Linked DNA regions of Sus scrofa: regions 1, 2 and 4 are each linked to region 3. The links are chromatin contacts, called in public HiChIP or PLAC-seq maps. All regions are on one chromosome and are shown on one strand. The core of a region is the stretch at or near the end of the contact, and the rest is flanking DNA. Distances in the headings are between cores, read along the strand shown. Region 1 holds the start of PLD2 (phospholipase D2). Region 2 holds the start of SLC25A11 (mitochondrial 2-oxoglutarate/malate carrier protein). Region 3 holds the start of C12H17orf49 (chromatin complexes subunit BAP18). Region 4 holds the start of MED11 (mediator complex subunit 11).

Region 1 (3,159 bases), core at 310-2,809, 330 kb after region 3:
CACAGCCACAGCAATGCCACATCTGAGCTGCATCTTCGACCTACACCACAGCTCACTGCAATGCCGGATTCTTACCCCACAAGCAGGGCCAGAGATCGAACCTGCAACCTCATGGTTCCCAGTCAGATTCGTTAACCACTGTGCCACAATGGGAACTCCAAAAAAAAGTGCTTATTTATTTATTTATTTTGTCTTTTTGCTATTTCTTGGGCCGCTCCCGCGGCATACGATGATTCCCAGGCTACGGGTCGAATCGGAGCTGTAGCCACCGCCCTATGCCAGAGCCACAGCAACTCGGGATCCGAGCCGCATCTGCGACCTACACCACAGTTCACGGCAATGCCAGATCCTTAACCCACTGAGCAAGGGCAGGGACCGAACCCGCAACCTCATGGTTCCTAGTCGGATTCGTTAACCACTGCGCCACGACAGGAACTCCAAAAAGTGCTTTTTAATGGCGACTTAAAAATAGCCCTGGAGTTCCTAGTTGTGGCTCAGTGGTAACAAACCCAACTAGTATCCATGGGGACTCAGGTTCAATCCCTGGCCCCCTCTCAGTGGGTTAAGGATCCAGCATTGCCATGAGCTGCAGCAAAGGTCACAGACCTGGCTCAGATCCTGTGTTGCTGCAGCTGTGGTGTAGGCCCACAGCAACAGTTCTGATTAGACCCCCAGCCTGGGAACTTCCACATGTCATGGGTACAGCCCTAGAAAAAAAAAAAAATAGTCTTCGTTTGACACTTTCTTCACTGTCTCTATATTTTAAATGTGTACAATTAGGAATCAAATGAGTTTCGCCATTTCTTAAAAAGTTAAAATACAATTACATGACCCAGCAACTCCTCTCCTAGCTATTTACCCAAGAGAAATGAAGACATATCTACACAAAGACTTACCCAGGAATGTTTATAACAGCTGTAGTCATATAGACAAAAACTAGATACAACCCAAATGTCTATCAAGAAATATCCATCAACCCATTCCTCCATCCAGAAGAGATAAATCTACTTTTTAAAAAATGAAATATTTTGTCTTTTGTAACCTGAAAAATAGCCTGTTTTCCTGTTTGCTCTTCGGTAAGTTCCAGAAGAGCAGGTGCTGTGATAGTCTTGTTCACTATTGTACGCCCAGTGTCTGGCGCAGAGCAAGCGTGCAATAAGGAATGAATGAAAGAAAACTTGGGTACGTTAATGAACTAGTGGCCACCAGTCCTCAAGGCTTCCATCATTCCTTCCATCTGCAAATGCCAGCTGGGCCGGCCCGGGCATTTCTCCGGTCGCTTCTGCAAAGTGAGTCCGGCCAGAGGCCCAGGCGGGATGGGCGGCCGGAGGGGACCCCGGGGGCCCGCGCCCGCGCGGAGGAGGGTGCGCAGCGCCGAGCGCCCACAGGGCTGCGGCCCGGCACGTGCAGATCGACGGCGCGGGACAGCCGGGTGGACAGAGCCGCGCGGATGCTCGGAGCCTGCTGCGCGATCCCGAGGCGCAGAGGGCGGCCCCCAGTCCCCGGTAGCGCGCAAGGACGCCGGGGCGGGCCGAGGGCGGCGGGGGCGGGACAGGCCGGACGAGAATCCCGCGGAGGTGAGGCCGGAGGCCGGCCCGCCCCCGGGGGCAGGCCCTGAGCGCCCGCCCCGCCCCGGCCCGCTGGGGTGTGGGTTCCCGCTCCGGCTCTGCACCGCTCCCTCTGCTTGCGAAGCCGCGCCCTCGCCGGCTCCGGCTGCCCGGGTGAGGGGACCTGGGAGGGGGCGCCGCGGAGGTCCCGGGCCCGGGAAACAGGGCGGGAACGGGAGTGGGTCCTGGCTTCGGGGCCTCCGGACTCAGCCCCATGCTCAGATTTCGGGGTTTCCCTCCCGGGCGGGGACGCGTAACTTCCTCATTCCCGCCTGGACCCCTTCTTCCAGCTGGCTTGGCCTGGCTGGAATCCCGGCGGTTCCGGGCCCTTTGCAACCCCCGGGGTCCCTCCCCTGGCTTCTGCTGTGCCTTCCTTCGGGGCCTGGCCGGGTGTTCCTCGGCACGCTGGTTAGGGGACTGGAGGCGGAGCTCAGGGATTCTGGATGAAGGATCGAGATAAGGGATGGAGATTAGATGCGTTGCAGACCGATGGGCCATTATCAGGGAGAGGATGGGTGTCAGCGGGAGCCGGGTGGGGGGAAATGAGGGACCGACGGGAGACGGAGGACCGTGAGATGGGATGGGAGACAGGGTTCTGCAGAGCAGATCGCCTTCCCGAAGCTTCCCCGTATTCCTAGGATGGCGGCGACCCCCGAGAGCCTCTTCCCGTCTGGGGATGACCTGGACTCGAGCCAGTTACAGATGGAGCGGGATGAGATGGACACTCTGAGGGAGGGAGAGGACCCAGGTACACCCCGACGACAGCCCCGGAGGAGAGGAGGAGGAGGGCGCTGAGACCTCCTGGGGTCCACATTCTTCTGCTTTCTTTCCTGCCAGCTGACCGGATGCACCCCTTTCTGGCCATCTACGACCTCCAGCCCCTGAAAATGCACCCCCTGGTGTTTGCCCCTGGGGTCCCTGTCATAGCCCAGGTGGTGGGCACTGAAAGATACACCAGTGGATCCAAGGTGGCTGGAGGGGGCAGGGGAGGGCTGGTCGGAGTGGGGGGCTGCCACCCATCCAGGGAATGAGCATTCAGTTCCTCACCCCCCCCCCAGGTGGGAACCTGCACCCTCTATTCTGTCCGCTTGACTCACGGCGACTTTACCTGGACAACCAAGAAGAAGTTCCGTCATTTTCAAGAGCTGCATCGGGACCTCCTGAGACACAAAGTCTTGATGAGTCTGCTCCCACTGGCTCGGTGAGGGGGGACCAGACTGCCTCCTGGGAAGGGCAGGTGCCCCTCACCTCGGGCAGCCCGGGCTGCCAGCCCCCAGCCCCCGTCACTGCCTTCTGCCTGCCTCATCCCCAGGCCACAACCATTTTTTTTCCCCAGCTACTTTCCTCCCCCACCTCTGGCCCCTGGGTCCCCTCCTTTGACCCGGGTCACCAGGAAACCTTCCCTGTTCAGCTCACCCTGTCCATGGTTCTGGGCCAACATCCCAGCTGGGCTGGATGCCCGAAATGCCCTTGGCAGCCTCCTGAACCTTTTTCTGCCTCCCTTCTCAGGGTAGGGGGCATTCCTTCTGCCGGCCTCTAGGCCTCCCCCTGA
Region 2 (3,297 bases), core at 249-2,748, 450 kb after region 3:
GCCTGGCGGGAAGGCAGGAAGAGGCCAAATTCAGGAGAGACCACCCTGTCCCCACAGGAGCGAAGAAAAGGAGGCCAGAAGGCCGTGAACGGGTGAATGCTGTACTCCAGCTCTAGGATAAGAAATCAGGTCTTTCACTGGAGATTCTAGGGAACGGAGCTGGGGTCAGGCTCAAACCTGGAACTCACCGGCCATCAGCAGTCATGCGGATAAGAGCCACCTCAGCTGGCGTTCCCACAAAGGCACCAGTTGCGCCTGCAGTCATGCCAATCAGGGCCTTCAGCAGAAAGCCAGGGGGTGTACCGTCAGCCCCAGTCAGGCGCTCAAACAGCACGGTATAGATACCAAGGCGAGTGGTGGTATAGGTGGCCTGGCGAAGCAGGCCAGCTGACAGCCTGGGGAGCGAAAGGGTCAGTGCATCAAGCCAAGGTCTGGAGCTGCCAACCCACACCCTACCTCCCCCATCATCTGGCCCCAGTACCCTGTATAAATGCCCCTCAGGCCTTCCGCCCTCAGGATGCTCGTGAGGGCATGGAAGCTGGTTTTGTACTCTCGTGTCTTGGCTCCTTCTCCACTCAACTGCATCCGGTTCTTCACCAGGTCCAGGGGCTGTACAAAAACTGTTGCTCCCATCCTGGGGAAAGAAAGGGGTGGAGTCAAGTGCCAGGTGTTCCAGATCTACCAATGCCCCCTGGAACCTGGCAACAAGAGGTCACAAAGGGCAGGGTCTGCCATGTGACTGACCAAGTTTTAGGAGGCTGGCGGACATGTGTACAAGAGTCTCCACATGTACCAAGAGCAATAAGTCTGAAAAGTCCAGGGGTCCAGTAGGGGCCATGCAAGAAAAGTGCTCCATGCAGCTCCAAGGGTGTCAAGCAGGGATCCCAGGACTGCATGCAGTCGGACCCAAAGAAGAGAGGTGGGCACTTATGACCTGGGATCCCACGTTGTCCAGCAGGAGCCATGCAATGACCTGGAACCCCAAACAGCCCCTCAGAGCCAAGCAATGGGTTGGGAAACTCAGGCGGCCCGGCAGGAGCCGTGCATGCAGCCCAGAAGGGACCCTGCGATGGGTAAAAAGATCCTGGTAGCCCATCATGGATCTCGCACTACGACGGGGACCGCGCTGACCCCGTGCCGGCTCGGTTCACTCTAACAGATCCAAAGATGAGCCGGGCCTGGTTGCTTGCATCCGTCCTTTCCTCCTCCTGTCCCATCCCTGGGGCCTGAGCTTACCCGGCCAGGCCCCCAAACAGGAACTTGACCGACTTAGGGGAGGTACGGGGCTTCGCGTCCATCCCACCGGCCCCGGGACTCGCCGTCGCCGCCATCGCCACTCAATGGCCCTCGGCTCCCGGTCCCGTGCGCGCGCGGCCCCGCTCGCGCCCAAGGTGACACTGCGCGCGCAACAGGGGCGAGGGCGCGCGCGCACACCCCTCCGGCTCTCAGGTCCAGCGCTAGCTGGAAGTTGGCGCAGGCGCGAGCGCAAGGGCAGCCGGGAGTAAGGCGGAGCTGAAGGAGGAGCTTCCAGAATGGGTGCGGGAAGGGGTGTGGCTGATTTAGGAAGCCAGAGCATAGGTGCAATTTTTATCGAATTGGAGTCGCGGGAACACAGAGAAGAGGGTTTCTGAAGATCTCGCGAGATCTCGTGAGCTTAGACTAGCCCGAGTTAGGCAGTCCCTCGCGGTAGGTACGGGAAGCTCTCAGCAGGTGGGAGGGATGTGTGTGGGAGAACTCTCGCGAGACGTGAAGATACGGCGGCGGCAGTGGCGGCGGCCAGAGGGAGGCGGAGAGGTTTGTAAGCCAGCCAGTTGCAGGATCCTGGGCACTAGAGGGGAAACAACCAAGCTGTTGCCTGGGGCTTCGGTGCTCCTTTCGTCTGTACAGGCACTCCTCTCACCTCTAATCTTTTCTTTTAACCGGACTTTTAGGACCGGAAGTCCTTCGTCTGGAGCGTCCAATGCTGGAAGCGGCCTGACCTTCTTTGCCGGAAACCCTCTTACAGGGAATGGGAATACGGCCCACCTGGCCGGAAGTCCCACCTCCGTGATCTCCCCCCACCCTTCCAGAAGTTTTTCTGTCACCTGGGCTTGCTTCTGTTCCTTTCCCCCGTTTTATTCCTATACCAGAAAAGGGTATTTTTAGTGTCGCCTTCCCGGCTCCACTAAGGGGGTTGGCTATCTCACTCCCCGAGTCGGGGGTCCTTCCCCTCGTCCCCATGTAGCTGAGAAGGGGGACCTGGGGGTGGTTGGACCCCTGGGACCCTGAGGAAGGGCCAGAGAGGGCGCAGAACTCCGCTTCTGCTCCTGCTATCGGGACGCGGCCTCCTCCGCCTCTCCCCTCCCGCTGCCATGCACCCTGCGGCCTTCCCGCTTCCTGTGGTTGTGGCCACTGTGCTGTGGGGAGTGGCCCCCAGCCAGGGGCTTATTCGAGCGGTGAGTCTGAGGGGCAGATGGGGGAAGGGCGCTGAAGGGGAGAGGTTGCAGGCTAAAGGAGAGACATGGACTCTTGCCGCAGATCTCGGACCACAATGCCAGCATGGACTTTGCAGACCTCCCAGCTCTCTTTGGGGCTGCCTTGAGCCAGGAGGGACTTCAGGTGATTTTCTTCCCTTTTTCCTGTTTCCCAAAATTTTCCCTCTTGGATGATTGAAGCTGGAGGTAGAAGAGTCAAGTTAGGAACTTAGCGCAAGAGCACATCTGGCCTGGTGGAATCCAGAATCGGAGGGAGGAGACAAAGTCTACTCCTAGAACTCTGAGCCTTATGAAGGAGACTGAAAGTGGACCAAGATAAAAGGCACCAGGGGTGGTGCTTATCAGTAGGGTCTCTAGAGCCAGTTATTGGTTTTTATGACCTTGGACAAGTTAATTATCTCTCTGGGCCTTAGTTTGTTTTACTGTAAAGATGGAATAACAGTAAAAGTTACCACAGGATTATTGTGAGAATTAAATTAGGTAAGCAGCTTTGTAGTACTTCACAAAGACTGCCACATAGCAAGAACTCAGTTGGGCCATAGATACCAGTATAGTTGTTTCCAAGATGGGTAATTGGAAAGTGAAGAGGGTGTTAAAAAAACAAAATTCAACTGAGTGAATTTTAAAGCTTTTACTGGCTTGTATTCAACGACCCCATGGATTGAGCAGTATCCCACCTAGCAGACAGAAAGGATCTCTGAAGAACTATACAAAACTAAAGACTTAGGGGCAGAAGCGGGTGGGACAGGAAAGTTATGCTGGCAAAAAAGCTGACTTATTTGTGGCAAGATCACCTTTCTTTAGGAGACGGTAGGGGGACTCT
Region 3 (3,068 bases), core at 332-2,831:
CTGATCTGCTAGTTCAGAATCCTAATACCGCTGGAAACACCGCAGGAGCGTCTCGAAAGATCTGTACAAATAACCAGGGAACTCCTATCACCAGATTCGATTGCTCAGGCAACCTAAAATCCAATTCTTGTAAGGGCCTGACTGCCAGAGCATTTTAGTTAACTTCTGATCAATTGTAACAATTCTTTTACTCTTTCAGTCCTCGAGGGAATGCTAACAAAACTAGCAACCGAGTAGGAAAGATGTTGAGCTGGGCGTTCTGAGGAAGACGGAGCAACGGGCATGGAGGAAGAAAGCTGCCCACCCACCCTCTCTCTGCCAGCCAACCCTCCCTCACACTGTCCGTTCCTTGATGACACAGCTGATGTGATTAAGATCGTCCCCAAATCGCTTCACAGCAGCCCTCAGCATCTCTATCTCCGTCTCCGTCCACTTGGCACTGTCAGAAGGGGAGAGGGGAATTGCCAAAGTGGGAGGAGGAGGAGGGGTGTGGAGCCAGCCCACCGGCCATGCATTCCACAGCAACCAGCCTCCTCCCCTCAATGCCTGGGGCCCCTCCCACGGGTCCACAAAGACATCCTCCTTTAAAAAAAAAAAAAAAAAAAAGGTCCCGTGGGAACCCTGAGGACCCCCCAAGCACACAATATTGCAACAAGCGCCACCTTAGAAGAAACCCTCCCCCCCCAACGTGACACTGCTGCTGTAAACAGCATTCAAAAGTAGGAATCTTACAAACAGAACCCCTAAACACAGTCTGCAGCAGTTTGACAGAATGCCACATGATTGGGGTAGGTGGGGAGTGGTGGTGATCTACAGTCTGCTAGTTCGCAGCAGGGTAGAGCTGTGAAATGAGTCCGGATCGTGAGCCTCAGTCTGTGTTTCATTCATTCATTCATTCATGCAACAATCATTTATTAACACCTATTCTGCGCTGTGCCAGGCACAAAGGGAAACTAACATCTGTCCCGGCCCTAGAGAGTGTCCGTGTCTGTGACCGAGTCCCAGCGTCCGCTCTCAGCGTCCACGTCCCAGCCTGGGCTCACGTACCCCGCCGGGGATGAGTCGGCCACGGGATGCAGCTGCATGGTCAGCTCCCCGAGCTTCGTGAAGGCGGCGCCCGCCGCGGAGAAGATCTCTCCGACCTGGGGGCGGGGCAGCATTACGGGGGGCCGGCGCACACCCCCGCGCCGTCCCGCCCGGAGCCCCTAACCCCACCCCAGGCTGGACTCCCGCCCGCCACCCCACCCCCGCCCCCCGCCCCCGCCCCGGACGGAAGAGCCGGGAGCCAACTGAGAGCCCGCCCTCCCGTGGCCGCCAGGGAGCGCTGTCCGCGAGGGAGGTCGAACCTTTGTGGACGCTGACGTCATGGCCCCGCGCGCCTCCTCACGGAGACGCAGCCGCCGCCGCTAGCCCAGAGCCGGGACCACGGAGAGCGGGGAGACCGAACGGCTCCGGCCTCCGCGCAGGAAGTCCCGCCCCTTCCCGCAGCTGATTGGCTCCAGCTCGGCCGCTCTTCGCCTCACTAGCCACGGTTACTTAGGTCGCCTCCGCGCGCGCAGGGAAGGAAAGTGGAAGACACCGCCTCACTTCCGGCTCTGCTGCATTCCACTTCCGTCGAGGGGTCGGACTCCCTATTTGGAGGCAGATCTCCCGCCCCGGTGCCCGCCCCCCAGCCCAAGCATACACAGGAGGCTTCAGAGAGCAGTTTCTCTTTTATTGTGGAACCGGACATGGCAAGAGGGCCAGAGGGATAGGGGACGGCCAGCCCTAGCCTCCCTCCACTGGGGGCAGTCTCCCGAGGTTGGTGAACAAGGGATTCCATCTCTAGCCAGGGAAACCCAGTCCGCAGAGGGCTCCAGAATGGGCGGGGCGGGGCGGGGGCGGGGTTGACCGGGTGGTCTTTAAATAGAAGAGGGGGCTGGAGCGGGGAAACGCAGTGGTGCTCTAGCGCACCATATATTCCTTGCGCTTATTGAGCCGAACTTGGCAGAAAGAGAAGCCTCCGAGGAGAAGGTAAAGGCCCGCGGCGATGAAACAGTTGTAGCTGACTTGCTCGTAGAGCTTGTATATGTCCTGGGGGCCATTCCTAGGGGTGGGATTAGGTAGAGAAATGTCAGAAACATTAAGAGCAGCCAACATTTACTGAGCACTATGTGCCAGGTACCGTTCTAAAAGATTTTACGTGTGTTATCTTTTTCAATCTTCATAACCCTATGGGGTGAGTTCTAGTATAGTATCCACTTTGCAGAGGTGGACGGAGGCCCAGAAAAATAAAATGCCTAACTAAAGAAGCCGCCCCAAAGTGGTGGGTTTAGTATGGTCGCTGAGGTCTGACCCAAAACTGCTCCTGTGTGCCAAAGAGAGCAACTCTCCGCACCCAGTTCCCTGGCCTCCTGGCCCCAAGCATCCCACTTTCTGCAGTTTCCCCACCCATAATTCTGACCATTTCCGCTGCCGCCTCTCCACTTACTCAAAATCTTTCTCCGTGAAAGGAACGTCTTCAATGAGCACAGCAGAGTGGACATTGAAAAAGATTCCGAGCATTATCTGAAAAAAGGAAAAGGGTAGCTTGTTGAACCTCAGGTACCTGACGGGTCACCGCCTAAACTCCTCCCACTTTGAATGTTGCCACAACATCTGGGTTTGGGAATTACCAAAACGACCTGGGATTAGGGATGGTTGTTGCCGGATTTGGGCTCCAGTCACCCGGAATAGGGTGTGAGTGTGACATAAAGAAGACTTTGCTGGGGCAAGGGCAGGAAGAGTGAGGGACCCAGATTATCCTTCTCTCTGGAGGCGTCATTATCATGGGACAGCGCGGAGGAGGTCAAGGGGAATCGGCACTTCTCCATATTTCTTCCTCAAGTGGGGCGAGAAACAAGGCCCAGCTACCCCTCTCGGGACCAAGCGCTCCCTTTCCCAATGCCCTCCATTCAGCTCAAGGATCTCTCAAGAACCCAGCTCTTCTTCTTACCCTGAGGGGTCTCCAAATGTACCATCCCCGGCTCCCATTCCAAGCTCCAGCTCCCCTCGCCCCTTTCCCCCCTCCCAGTTCTCCATTTTTCAAT
Region 4 (3,369 bases), core at 481-2,980, 270 kb after region 3:
TTCCTGTTTATTTTGGCCTCTGCCTTTCATGTTAGAAAGTTTCATCAAATCCTTTGTCTTATGTCTGCTCATTTTTAAGGGTGAGGGGCTAAGAGGGTGATTAGATCTATGGACACAGTTGGGACTTATCAACTATAGGTTTCACTATGGGGCAAACCGGCTAACTGCCTGGAGAACCGCTGACGTTACGCTTGGGTCTTTTCTCTGAATAGTCAAATTCTCCCGATGAGAGTCTTCTAGTCTCTTACATAGAAGGTATAAGTCTGGTTTCCAGAGTTCTAGAAACTACCACTAGTTAAACTTTCACTTAATCTCTGTTTTCAACACACTCGGGCCCAGGTGCCCTCCATGCCAAAGACTCTCTGTCTTCCAACTCCAACAAAGAAACTTCCAGCAATCTGATGAGTAGTGTCCAAGATATATGAAGTAAAGGAGGGGATGGGGGGGGGCGTCTAACTACTTCAAATTATCCTCCTAATTTTAATACTACCTACAGCCCAGATATACTGCTGTGTGCCACCGATTTAAGGGTACATCAGGCTGGTTCTAAGCTTTCTTCACTGCTGGCTTAGTTACCACTTCACTGCCAAGTCAGTTACCATGTACCCTTCTGCCTTCCGATTTCTATCTAAAGCTTTGCTATTAACTCCTCTCTCTTTCTCCTGGACCCCTTTATAAAATCCCCTTATTGCTATTTTATTAGGATTTAAGAAAGAAGTGAAGTTTAACTGAAAGTCTCCCATTCGTTTGCTCACCCTGTGCAAACTGGCTTCATTCTCAATTTTCCATAAACTTTCGAGATTGATCTTTCTTAAAAGGTAAAGCTGGTCAGAGCACCCTTCTTGAAAATCCTTCAAAGGCTCCAAATGCCTTCAAAATAAAGTCAGGATTCCTTAGCCTGCAAGCTGTTTCCCGATGTGGCTCCCCAGCCCAGTCTCCCCATCACACCTCCCCACCACCACACTCATTCACCCTAAACTGAACGCCCTACTTAATGTTCCAGCCCCCTTCACAGCACCTCGCGCTTGCCTGGGCTTTTCCGTCATCCACTTCAACCTCTCACGCACCGGTTAAGCCTTAAGACTCCGTAAAAGCAGCATTTCCTTCCAGAATCCTTTCTCTGTATTCCTAGAGATACACCCTTGGGCGTATCTCTAATAAAACACCTATCCCACTGTCACGTTAAGCGTCCACCTCATTCAGCTCTGTAGCCAGGGTCAACCCCATAATAGGCAGAGAGGGAAAATGGACCAACTTTTCTCAGAATATACTGACAGTCTGTTTCAGCTGGGCTCCAGAAGTGGGGGAAGCGCTAGGGCGAATAAGGACCACTCACCAAGTTCAGTTTTCCCCAGGTCCCGATAGGTGGCGGAGTGGGATAGGCAGACAGAGGGTCCACGGCTGCGCAGTCTGGAATACCCCAGAGCTCCCACCCTCATCACCTACCACCCAGAAGACGCTCAGTAAATTCTTGTAGAAGAAATTAAACACAGACCACAAGGCAGTGTGAAAGTGGACAGCTTCGAATGGCCTCAGGCTGGGGAATATCTCGATTCTGCCTCTTACCACAGGTGGTTAAGCGATGCGGGGGCAGACCTGACCACGCGCAGGAGCCCCTGGGAGTTGTAGTTCGCCAGAAGAACGGAGAAGGCCGAGACCGCGCTGAGCATCCTGGGAGCTGTAGTGTTAGCGAACGAGCACCTTCCGCGCAAGCGCAAACCGACAGCCACTTCCGGACACTTTTCCGTCGCATTTTGGAAAAGGAGAAAGTCCTGTCCCAGAGTGACAATGGCTACCTACAGCCTGGCGAACGAGCGGTTACGCGCCCTAGAAGACATCGAACGGGAAATTGGAGCCATTCTTCAGAATGCAGGTTCGAGATACGACGACCGGAGGGGGAGCGGGAGCGAGAACAACTGTGTGCACATGCGCCGACCGGAGACTGGGAGCCGGGTTGGGAGGGATCCTAAGCGCGCGCGGAGCGAGCAGGAGTAGGTGGGGCTGCCCCTGGGGCGGGGCTGTACTATCCCCGCCCTAGGTCTCTCTCCAATCCCACAGGTACCGTGATCTTAGAACTGTCCAAGGAAAAAACCAATGAGCGGCTACTAGACCGACAGGCAGCGGCCTTTACGGCGTCGGTGCAGCACGTGGAGGCGGAGCTGTCGGCTCAGATCCGCTATCTCACGCAGGTGTGTGTGTGGTGGGACGTGCTCCGTGGCCCTCCCTCCCCCCAGCTCTCTGTTTTAGCCTTTACCCTTCTGAGGTTCCCGGCCTAGCTTTGTCTTCGGAAATCAGGCAAGACCCGCCTTACCTAGCAGACCGGAAGACCTTGGCAGGGCCCCTCCCTTCCAGCGCCTGCCTTTTCCTCTAAAAGGAAAGGATTAAAGGCGGACCCTGCCTGCGTCACGGAGTTGCATCACTTGAGCCATTGGATGGAAAAGCCCTGGGAGGGGGCGAGTAAACCGTGTCAAAGCCACAGGATTTTCCCTTCGAAACTTGATCAAGGGTATGGGGTCCCAGATGGCTACCGCCTGAGCAGAGGAACAGGATTGAAAGAGTCTGACATCAATATAGCAGCACCCACTATTTACTAAACTTTTACAATGTGCCAAACACTCTGCATTATCGAGTCCTATAACTCTAACTACTTAACTATTTGACTTCCCCTAACTCTAGGGGAAGTAGTTATGGTCATCCCCATTTTACAAATGAGGCTAAGCGAAGTTCAGTGATGCCCCCCAGGTAATCCAGTTACCATATGGCATAGCAAATTCAAACTCTGGGAAAAAATGAGACCTGATGCACCTGATGCCTGATTGTGGAGATGGGAAAGAGAAGGGGTGCTTCATTGATCAATCTGAATGTCCTGTAGGTGGCCACAGGGCAGCCCCATGAGGGCTCCAGTTACTCTTCAAGGAAGGACTGTCAGATGGCCCTGAAGCGAGTGGACTATGCTCGTCTCAAGCTCAATGAGGTGGCCCGAACCTGTGAGCAGATGCTGGAAAACTAGGCTGGGCAGGTGAAAAGCTTGGAGGGAGAGCTCCACTTGCAACCCGACACAGAACCTGGAGGATGGAAGCAGGGCTGCCCTGAATATGCCCAGCTGGTCAGAGGCTAGGAGGACAAGGGGAGCAAAAGGTGGGAATGGAGAAACTTAAAGACCAAGCCCACCCACGGCTGTGCCTTCGCTACTCCAGCAGGGTGCCCCTGCCGGGCACTTCACCAGGCGCTGACAAGCTCAGACAGGAGATGGAGAATCAGACACTGAACCCACTTCCTCATGTCCCTGCCCCAGGCTCCCCACAGACTTGGGCCAATGAAGACACATTCTTCTTCATTGGAAGAGACAAAAGGAGAACTAGGAGTTTT

Evidence for each region. HiChIP or PLAC-seq counts read pairs in DNA pulled down with a chosen protein or histone mark.
Region 1: an H3K27ac HiChIP or PLAC-seq map of alveolar macrophages shows a contact between it and region 3. The contact joins the promoter of PLD2 here to the promoter of C12H17orf49 in region 3. A contact is called at or near these places in 1 of 47 Hi-C or Micro-C datasets (liver) and 1 of 2 datasets of contacts at active chromatin or transcription factors (alveolar macrophages).
Region 2: an H3K27ac HiChIP or PLAC-seq map of alveolar macrophages shows a contact between it and region 3. The contact joins the promoter of SLC25A11 here to the promoter of C12H17orf49 in region 3. A contact is called at or near these places in 2 of 5 promoter capture datasets (fetal liver and liver), 2 of 47 Hi-C or Micro-C datasets (heart right ventricle and skeletal muscle) and 2 of 2 datasets of contacts at active chromatin or transcription factors (alveolar macrophages and skeletal muscle).
Region 4: an H3K27ac HiChIP or PLAC-seq map of alveolar macrophages shows a contact between it and region 3. The contact joins the promoter of MED11 here to the promoter of C12H17orf49 in region 3. A contact is called at or near these places in 3 of 5 promoter capture datasets (fetal liver, fetal skeletal muscle and liver), 2 of 47 Hi-C or Micro-C datasets (embryonic fibroblasts and liver) and 2 of 2 datasets of contacts at active chromatin or transcription factors (alveolar macrophages and skeletal muscle).

What each region holds. Positions count from the first base shown.
Region 1 is chr12:52,086,204-52,089,362 of Sscrofa11.1, reverse strand. PLD2 (phospholipase D2) reads left to right here and starts at 1,559. Exons shown (of 25, transcript XM_021067789.1): 1 at 1,559-1,721; 2 at 2,246-2,355; 3 at 2,445-2,575; 4 at 2,666-2,808. The coding sequence starts at 2,247.
Region 2 is chr12:51,968,995-51,972,291 of Sscrofa11.1, reverse strand. SLC25A11 (mitochondrial 2-oxoglutarate/malate carrier protein) reads right to left here and starts at 1,498. Exons shown (of 8, transcript XM_021067766.1): 1 at 1,237-1,498; 2 at 482-634; 3 at 189-395; 4 at 1-2. The coding sequence starts at 1,331. It overlaps RNF167 (E3 ubiquitin-protein ligase RNF167), which reads left to right and starts at 1,481. Exons shown (of 10, transcript XM_003131906.4): 1 at 1,481-1,794; 2 at 1,932-2,435; 3 at 2,518-2,598. The coding sequence starts at 2,352.
Region 3 is chr12:52,417,502-52,420,569 of Sscrofa11.1, reverse strand. C12H17orf49 (chromatin complexes subunit BAP18) reads right to left here and starts at 1,581. Exons shown (of 6, transcript XM_003131935.6): 1 at 1,347-1,581; 2 at 1,048-1,142; 3 at 338-439. The coding sequence starts at 1,367. RNASEK (ribonuclease kappa) reads right to left here. Exons shown (of 3, transcript XM_003358238.4): 2 at 2,471-2,547; 3 at 1,694-2,086. The coding sequence ends at 1,945. LOC102161115 (a long non-coding RNA gene) reads left to right here. Exons shown (of 3, transcript XR_001300001.2): 3 at 1-395.
Region 4 is chr12:52,150,564-52,153,932 of Sscrofa11.1, reverse strand. MED11 (mediator complex subunit 11) reads left to right here and starts at 1,730. Exons shown (of 3, transcript NM_001244823.1): 1 at 1,730-1,873; 2 at 2,059-2,189; 3 at 2,873-3,369. The coding sequence starts at 1,789. The coding sequence ends at 3,010.